3 separate regions of the Mus musculus genome follow, and regions 1 and 2 are each linked to region 3. Evidence: chromatin contacts called from public HiChIP or PLAC-seq and promoter capture Hi-C data. All regions are on one chromosome and are shown on one strand. The core of a region is the stretch at or near the end of the contact, and the rest is flanking DNA. Distances in the headings are between cores, read along the strand shown.

The links. HiChIP or PLAC-seq counts read pairs in DNA pulled down with a chosen protein or histone mark. Capture Hi-C pulls out chosen DNA fragments and counts their contacts.
Region 1: an H3K4me3 HiChIP or PLAC-seq map of bone marrow-derived macrophages shows a contact between it and region 3, with 5 times the contacts expected there. The contact joins the enhancer-like site here to the promoter of Gtf2ird1 in region 3. A contact is called at or near these places in 13 of 39 promoter capture datasets (the C10 cell line, the HPC-7 cell line, HPC-7-derived erythroid cells and 7 more), 3 of 15 datasets of contacts at CTCF or cohesin (the NIH/3T3 cell line, large pre-B cells and thymocytes), 42 of 484 Hi-C or Micro-C datasets (8-cell embryo, the AML12 cell line, B cells and 26 more), 42 of 115 datasets of contacts at active chromatin or transcription factors (the 230-238 cell line, the HPC-7 cell line, T-cell acute lymphoblastic leukemia and 25 more) and 5 of 9 other capture datasets (adipose tissue, embryonic tail, liver and 2 more).
Region 2: a promoter capture Hi-C map of pancreatic islet shows a contact between it and region 3. The contact joins the promoter of Syna here to the promoter of Gtf2ird1 in region 3. A contact is called at or near these places in 4 of 115 datasets of contacts at active chromatin or transcription factors (embryonic stem cells, memory CD8 T cells and pancreatic cancer cells) and 3 of 9 other capture datasets (adipose tissue, liver and pancreatic islet).

What each region holds. Positions count from the first base shown.
Region 1 is chr5:134,373,323-134,376,022 of GRCm38.p6, forward strand. All of the region lies in intron 22 of Gtf2ird1 (general transcription factor II I repeat domain-containing 1), which reads right to left. Among named protein-coding and RNA genes, the nearest start is that of Gm46925, 26 kb to the left of the region's middle. Within about 2 kb of position 1,364, at least 60 of the 459 cell types and tissues checked have an H3K27ac peak or open chromatin away from gene starts, as enhancers often do. A contact at or near this core is called in CD8 T cells, the HPC-7 cell line, adipose tissue and 9 more, where this site is marked.
Region 2 is chr5:134,558,909-134,561,719 of GRCm38.p6, forward strand. It overlaps Syna (syncytin a), which reads right to left and starts at 1,263. Exons shown (of 1, transcript NM_001013751.2): 1 at 1-1,263. The coding sequence starts at 1,185.
Region 3 is chr5:134,455,397-134,458,096 of GRCm38.p6, forward strand. It overlaps Gtf2ird1 (general transcription factor II I repeat domain-containing 1), which reads right to left and starts at 1,320. Exons shown (of 30, transcript NM_001081464.2): 1 at 1,113-1,320.

The DNA.
Region 1 (2,700 bases), core at 114-2,613, 82 kb before region 3:
TTTTTTAAAGCAAGGCTTAGGGCTGGAGAGATGGCTCAGTGGTTTAGAATGCTCACTGTTCTTTGAGAGGACCTGAGTTCAGTTCTCAGGGCCTGTGCCAGGCAGCTCAAAACTGAAACTCCAGCAGCAGGGGATCTGGTGACATCTTCTGGTCTCTAAAGGAATTGCACTCACAAACAATTCTTTTCCCTACCTCTCCCCCACCCCCTCGATTAAAAGTTATGAACGATAGTGTGAAATTGTAATCCCATCACCAGAGAGGCAGATACAGAAGGATGCCTGGGACTAGTTGGTCAGCCTAGCTTCAGGCCAGTGAGAGATACTATCTTTAAAAAAATAAAATAAAATAAAAATAATAATACATTTAATAGGGCAGCTCCACAGGACCAACATCTAGGGTTGCTCTCTGGCCTCTGTACATAAACACACACACACACACACACATACACACACACAGAGGCACACTCCCCCCACTCACGCACACACTCACTCAAAATTCTAAAACCAGATGCTAGTGGCTCATGACTTTAATCCTAGTACTCTGGAGCCAGAGACAAGCAGATCTCTATAAGTTCAAGACCAGCCTGGTAAACAGAACAAGTTCCAAGAAAGCCAGGGTTACACAGAAAAACCCTGTCTAGAAAAAACATAACGAACATAAGTAAAAAATCCTAATATCAAACCCTATCCATCAAGTAAATAAACCAGTTTAAACTGGGAATTTGTAAAAAAGGGAGGTTACAGATAGGACCATAGGACCCATGTCATTGCACCTAGTGGTCAGGAGGGGGCGACAGAGAGACACTCAGCAGAATCAGATTTAGCACATTAAGGTACAACTTAGCTCCTGCAAGTAGGGAAGTCTTTTCCTTTCAAATCTCAGCCAGGCTAGGCAAATGCTCTGTGACTTCGAGAAATTTCCTTCAACTCTCTTGAGTCTATGTTTCCTCCTGGGAGAAGGTAACCGATCCCAGAGTGGTGGCCCACTACTGTAACTTCAACGCTCTGGAAGCTGAGGCAGAAAGGCCACAAATTTGAGGCCAGTCTGGGATACATATCAGGACGCTGTCCCCAAAACGAGTGCGTTTGGAGGCCAGGGAGAGCCATGGGGGCTGTAGGGGGATTGGCTGACTTATATACTGGGTTCCTACCGAGGCTGGAGGTCTAGCCATACTTCCTGGACCCCAGAGGGACAGGAGCAGAAGCACCCAGCAGTGACATCAGCTTAGATAATCACTTGTGTCAGGGGTGGCAACTGGCTAGGGTCTGACTTTAGGCTATCATCAGCCAGGGTCCAAGAGGCCCATGTTTACAAACTAACTCAAGAGCTGGGGTGGAGGGCAGACAGGCTGAGCTAGGGTCAGTCCCAAAGAAGGGACTTTCTGGATCTCTCATTGGTGGAAAGGCAGCCCTCTGTGTTCACAAGTACTGCCTTGTCCCCAGCTTCCTTCCTGAGGAAGTACTCATTTCCCTCATGGTCTGACTGCCAGCTCTGGTCCAGCCTCTGGTCCCACCCAGGGCTCTCTCCACAGTGGGCACCAGGATCCTAGAGTCCACCCAGTTAGCTGCTGCAGCAGGTAAAAATGAGGCCAGGGGCTTCTTTTGTTTGTTTTGTTTACTTTTTTTTTTCAAGATGGGGTCTTGGGGGCTAAGGATATACTTGATTTGATAGGTTCTTGTCTAGAGTGCATAAAGCCCTGGTTCCAGCCCCAGTACCTCATAAACCAGGCTTGGTGAAATACACGAAATCTTAGCAAGCTTGATTTAGCCATGCCCCCAGCCCCTCACTGGGGGATTCTAGGCAGGGGCTCTACCACTGAGCCACACCCCCAGCCCCTCCCTGGGGGATTCTAGGCAGGGGCTCTACCACTGAGCCACGCCCCCAGCCCCTCACTGGGGGATTCTAGGCAGGGGCTCTACCACTGAGCCACGCCCCCAGCCCCTCACTGGGGGATTCTAGGCAGGGGCTCTACCACTGAGCCACTCACCAGCCTTTCACTGGGGATTCCAGAGGAGCTCTCTAGCTTTTGTTTTTTGAAACAATGTTTCTCTGTGTAGCGCCAGGCTGTCCTAGAATTCATTTTGTAGACAAGCAAACCTCAAATTCTGCCTCCCAGGTGGGCCACTATGCTCAGCTTTTTTTCTTTTGTTCATTTGAGATGGTCTCTCACTGACCTGGAGCTAACTTGCTGAATAGACCAGGCAGGCTGCTCAGTGAGCCCTAGCAATTTGCAAAGCTCCACCTCCTCCAAACAGGATTACAAACTGCACCACAAAGCACAGCTGTGTTTTCTCCCCCCCCCCCATCCCATCCACCCCTACACAGATTTTTTTAAATGTGGGTTCCTGGGATTAAACTCAGGTTCTCTTGTTTGCACAGCAAATACTTTATAGACTATGTTATCTTCCTAGCTCCCCAATGCCTCACATATTACCACCAAGCTCCCTGTACCCTATGACAACATTCAAATACATTTGCCATCAATTTTCCCCATTTCCTGAGTTAGCCAGGTCTCCCGGAGGTCATGGGACTGACTGGGTGAAGCCCGTGGTTCCAATGTTATCTCAACGGGGTCTCTGGGTCTTAAGACCAGGGATTCTGCAGCCTTTCTCCATCAACCGGAGGCAGACGCAAAGGGAGTTGCAGGAACAGCAGGGTAGTACCCTGGTCCTGCGCCTGAGCCAGGCAGGTGTCTCCCA
Region 2 (2,811 bases), core at 13-2,512, 100 kb after region 3:
TTGGTTGTTGGGAAGGAGTTCAATATCCGGGTATTGGAAGACAAGGGTACAGACGCCGGACCAATTGGCCGGGAGACAGACATAAGTTGAGTTTCCACAGAGGAAGAAAACACCAGAGGAGTTGAGGCAGAAGGAGTATGTTAAGGAGACAAGGTGGGAGAAGATATTTGGAGTGATACCGCCGTTTTTCTTAACAGTGGGTTCATATTCCCAGATTGAATATTGTCCAGAGAGGGCTGCCCCCATGAGGGGCTGGTACTGAAAGAGTGGATAGGGGTCTTTGTGTCCCTGGAGTTTAATCTTGAAGTATGTGGTGTCCACAGACAGGGTAATAGGGTGGCTCGAATTGTCCGGCTCGAATAGGGTGAGATTATAGCAGGTGCTAGCTGGGAAGGAAGGACAGGACCTCCAGGGGGTGGTGGGGTAGGTGTGGCAGTGGATGTCATCTATCGGGCAGGAGTAGTGAGGCATCCCTGAGTTCAGGGAAGGGGGTCCTGAAAAGCGTAAGGGGTTTCTCCATTTAGACCCTGGCATGGCCATTAATGGGGCGAATGCATAGCTGGAGGACAGATCTATGGATTGGTGGTTGGCAGAGGGGGAGAGCTGAAAGGTGTGATTGCAAAGAGAGGCAGGGAGTTTGCCCACGAAGGTGGCATGGTTTGAATTCTTGAAGAAGCGGGATATGCAGAGAGGGGCCTGGGAGGTGAGGATCGTCTGGGTGGAGAGTGAGCCCCATATGGGGCGCTGGGCAGATTCATAGACGTGGTCATCGGGGTATCTCACCGAGGTGATCCGAGAAAGTATGGGAAGTATGCCTGTCACGCTGGTGATCTGAAGGAAAGCAATGGCCCGCTGGTCAGGGTTGACAAAAGAGGAGTGGGGAGTCAATGGTTGGAAATTCTGGAGGCGCCTCTCAAGGTCGGTGATAGGGTATGGGCCGGAGAGGGTCCGGGCTGAGTACATGATTCGAAGTTTCATGGGTGTCTCTGTCCAAGTCCTTAGTGGGGCTGGCATGGCTAGAGAGCGCTGGGTTTGGATGGATAAGCAGACCCAGCAGTTGGAAGAGAAGGAAGAGTTAGCCTCCTGGAGGAGGTGTTGAGTGAGGTTTACCAGGGGCATCCAGCTGTCCGAGTAGGCAGAGGAACAAGGGAACAGGAGGAGACAGAAAACCCAAGGACGAACCATGGCTCTTCAGGAGTGGCCCACGGCAGTGGGAGGCACAGAGATGCTGTCCTGAGAGTTCCAAAGGCAAGGCTTCGCTCAGTCCAGGAGTGACGGAAAAGTCAGGGAGGCGCCCGGTTGTGCTTATGGAGGTTGGACCTAGGTGAGTAGAAACAAAGAGGGGGAGGGTCATCAGGGGCTAGTCTTAGTGTTAGGGTCTGCCCCACTTTTGAGCTTTGACTTAGCCAGCAGCAGATTCCCTTTAACTTGTCTTCTGTCGAGCCCCCTAGGTGTAGCCTTGGGCTACTTTGGTGGTTAGCTATGGCTGCCAGGGGTGAATAGCTACTGCTGCCAGAGGCAAGCTAATAGCCTGATTGAGTTTGTAGATTAATTTGCAATTATAGATGTCATTTTGTGAAGGGAGAGATCCCTTCTCTTGCTAAAGGCAGGCATGAGAGTGGAGGATGTGGTGTGTGTATTTGGAGTCAGTGTAGACACCAACCTTTCGGTACTGTAGTGTCAGGGTCCTGGTCAGAGCAATGGGCTCTGCCTGCTTTGTGGTGACGGGTTGCAGAATTTTCTCTGTCCAATCACATCAGGGCAGTGGCAGGCCTGTGATTGGACAGGAAAAGGGAGGCGGAGCTAAGAGTTTGGACAGAGAAAGGTCGTTGGAAGGGAGGAGGGAGAATGGAGTTACATTTAGATAACATTGGTGTTATCTAAAGGTTAGAATAATTGGGTTAAAGTTTTACCAACTGGCTCTGAAATTATTGTATTGGCATCTTGTAAAATGTGATATTATTACTACATAAATCTAATGGTTAACTCTAAGCTTAAGAGTCTTACTTAATCCTACCGGGTAATTAAGTGTTGAGATGGCTAACCAGGGGTGTTGTGTGAGTCAATGTGTGGAACCGCACCCAGTCCTAGAGATGACCCGGCGGGAGCGATAATCTGGCGTGGGAGAGTTGGCGGCGGCAGGAGTGAGGGAGCGTGGCCTGGCCTCACTGAGAGTTGGCGGGTTCTTTTTTTGATATTTCCCGCAACCGTGATGTGGTGCATGGGGGTGTGAGAGGTGTTGAAACTCTAAGGACAATTGGCATAACCTGTGACAATTGGCATAGCCTTAAAAAGCCCTTATGGATATACCAATTAGAGGGTGTCAGCAATAGGAACGTCTGCCAAGTGACTATAAGAATGTAGTGAGAAATCAGGGGGATCAGAGAGTGGGGGTCCCCTGTGAGGCTAAAGTCTGTAGGAAGGAAAGTGGATGGATTAAGAATTTTAGAGCTGCCTCCAAACGATGACACCATTGCATACACTAGTAAGCGTTTGCTGAAAGGACCCTGATATAGCTGTCTCTTGTGAGACTAGGCCAGGGCCTAGCAAACACAGAAGTGGATGCTCACAGTCAGCTATTGGATGGATCACAGGGCCCCCAATGGAGGAGCTAGAGAAAGTACCCAAGGAGCTGAAGGGATCTGCAACCCTGTAGGTGCAACAACATTATGAACTAACCAGTACCCTGGAGCTCTTGACTCTAGCTGCATATGTATCAAAAGATGGCCTAGTCGGCTATCACTGGAAAGAGAGACCCATTGGACATGCAAACTTTATATGCCCCAGTACAGGGGAACGCCAGGGCCAAAA
Region 3 (2,700 bases), core at 70-2,569:
GCCCCTTGTGAATTCCCACTCCTCTAAAAACCTGCCGAAGACCAGCCTTCACGCCCCACATTCCAGATACACACTCCATCGCTGAGCCCGGCTCCTGAGTTCTTTCACTTCCCCAGGAAGGGGACCCAGGAACTGCCACCTCTAGTCTACTCCAGGGAGGCTGGGTCGCCAGACCCGATGCTGGTCTCCGCTAGTCTCCTGACAGAGCAGCCAAACTCTGAGAGCCACGGGTGTCCTCCCCCCCATCCCCCGTTTCCCTGGGGCTTAGAGGCCAGGAAAAAAGTCGCCCTCTCAGCCCCCTGACTGGCTGCAAAGCTGGGAGTCACACCGGTCGCGATCACTCCTAGAGACTCCGGATGGGGAGACTTTAAGCACCCTTTGGCCCCTCCCCCTCCTCTTCAAGAACTCAGAGACCACCCACAGCCGAGGCTCCCTCAAACTTGTTCCTTGGCACCCTCTGTGCCCCTTTTTTAGAGACCCTAAGTCTCTTTGACTCACCCCCAACCAACCAAAGAGGTCCGGCTCCCACCATGCAAGCCAGCCTCTTTACAGGATGACCCCCCCCCAAAAAAAAAAAAAAAAAACCGCCGCTCTGGGGCAGTGTTCGGACTCAGCTTGAGCGTTGGAGGACAGGAGAGGAAAAGGGGGAGGGGGAGGAAAGCTTCTTTCCGACGCCCCCTCCACCAACCTCCCCCGGCAGGGCAGCACCACTGACCTCATTCGCCCAACTGTATCCAGGCCTGCTGGGCTCCAGGCCAGTGGGGCGCTTCTCTCTCCACCTCCAGGGAATTCGAGGGTGAGAGGGGTGTCTGCTTTCCCCGATTCCAGCAGGTATCCGGAGGGAAGAAGCTGACCATCCCAACCCATCCCCCTCCAAACTCGAATTATAATCCCGATCACGTGCACACACACCCCAAAAGGCGGGCCTTAGAATTGAGACACCTGGAGGGGGAGGGGAAGGGACCTCCCATACACACAACACACTGAGGTTGGGGGGTGCAAAAATAAGGGCTCAAAACCAAAGCAAGCTCCAGAGCACCCCATCTCCATCATCCCTCATCCCATCCCCCACCCCCACCCCCGCCCCCAGTCAAACTTTCTCCTTTTTTTACCTTGCAGGATCCCCAAGCGCTCCGGGCGCCCCGGCCCGGGCCCGGTGGCCAGGACTCGGTAGATCCAGTCGCCTCTGGTTGCTGAGTTAATAATCCGGGAATGGGGGACAGGATCAGTAGAGGGAGGGAGGGAAGGAGGGCGGACGCGGTGCGGGCGGCCGGCCGGGGGCTGCGCGGGGCCCCCACCCCCGGCGCGGGCTGCGGCGGAGGGCGGGGCGCGGAGCGAGCGCGAAGCCGAGCCCGGGCTCTGGGAGGTTCTCTCTTTGTTCTGTAATCCCAGTAAGATTGCCAGCCATTCGCCCCGGCCCTAATCCCAGCCCCGCGCAACACCACCCTCCATTGGCTGTCATTTACATACGGGATTAGCCCGCACGGCCCGCCCCGTGCCACCGTGGGGGAGGACTCACAACCTCGGAGCCTCGAGACTCCCCCAGCCACGGATTAGAACCCCCTCCCCGGAGAGATCAGAATACATCAAGGTCACCCAGAGGACGCCCGGAGGATCCCTAGGTGGTTTGCCCTCCTGGTCACTCTTATGCCTGGAGTGTCCAAGGTCAGAAGGGAGGGACCCCAGGTTTTTCTCTTGGATGGCCTGGCCCAGGCCTTTTTATTTATTTATTTTTTATCTTGGAATCTCATAAAGCCCTGGTTGCAGTCAAACTGTTTTAGGGTCCTGAACACTCACGAACTGAAAAGTGAGGATAACCTTGAACAACCGATCGTCCTGGCTCTACCTCCAAGTGCTGGGATTATAGTTTATACCTGGGAAGACTCGAACCCAGAGCTTTCTGTATGTAAGGCAACCATTCTACTTATACAACTACACCCTAAAACCCTTATTGTTGTTGTTTTAGGATAGTTTCGCACACCCCACACTGGCCTCAAACTCTCTATGTAGTTGAAGATGACCTTGCACTTCTGACCCTCTACTTCCCAAATACTGGGATTACAGGTGAGCACAACCACACAGAGTGGTTTTGGGTCCCGAGTTTTATTTTACCATCCATCTGACCTCCTGTATACTACTAAATGGGGGAGGGGAACACTGGGGGACCCTCCCCCTCCAACCTCTCCAAAGCCATATGTCCCAAGTCAACCCAGCAGTTGGTTGGTAACCAGGTGGTCCCCTGAATCTTTGGCTAGGCCTTTGCTGGGATAGGCACAGCAGAGAGACATGTACCAGACAAGTCCCCAAACCACTCAGGGAGACTGTGCCTCAAATTCAGTAAGTAAAAGGTAAATAGATGCAGGACATGATAGAATGTGCTTGTAGTCTCAGCACTCAGGAGACGGAGACAGGAGGATTGGGAGTTCATGTCAGACTGAGCATCATAGAGAATTCTAGCCCAGTCTGAACTTAGAGAATCCCTGTAATATATATATATATATAATAAAGAGTTAGGCTTAGTGGCTTTCATCTATAATCCTAGGGCCTAGAAGTTTGAAGCAAGAGGATTTCTGAGAGTTTGAAGCCTGGCTGGCCCATATGATCCTGTCTCAAAAAGTGAAAACACTCAGTTTCACTAGGGATATAATTCAGTCAGTGTATAGAATGGTTGTCCAGCGTGCTTGCTTGAAGCCCTGGGTT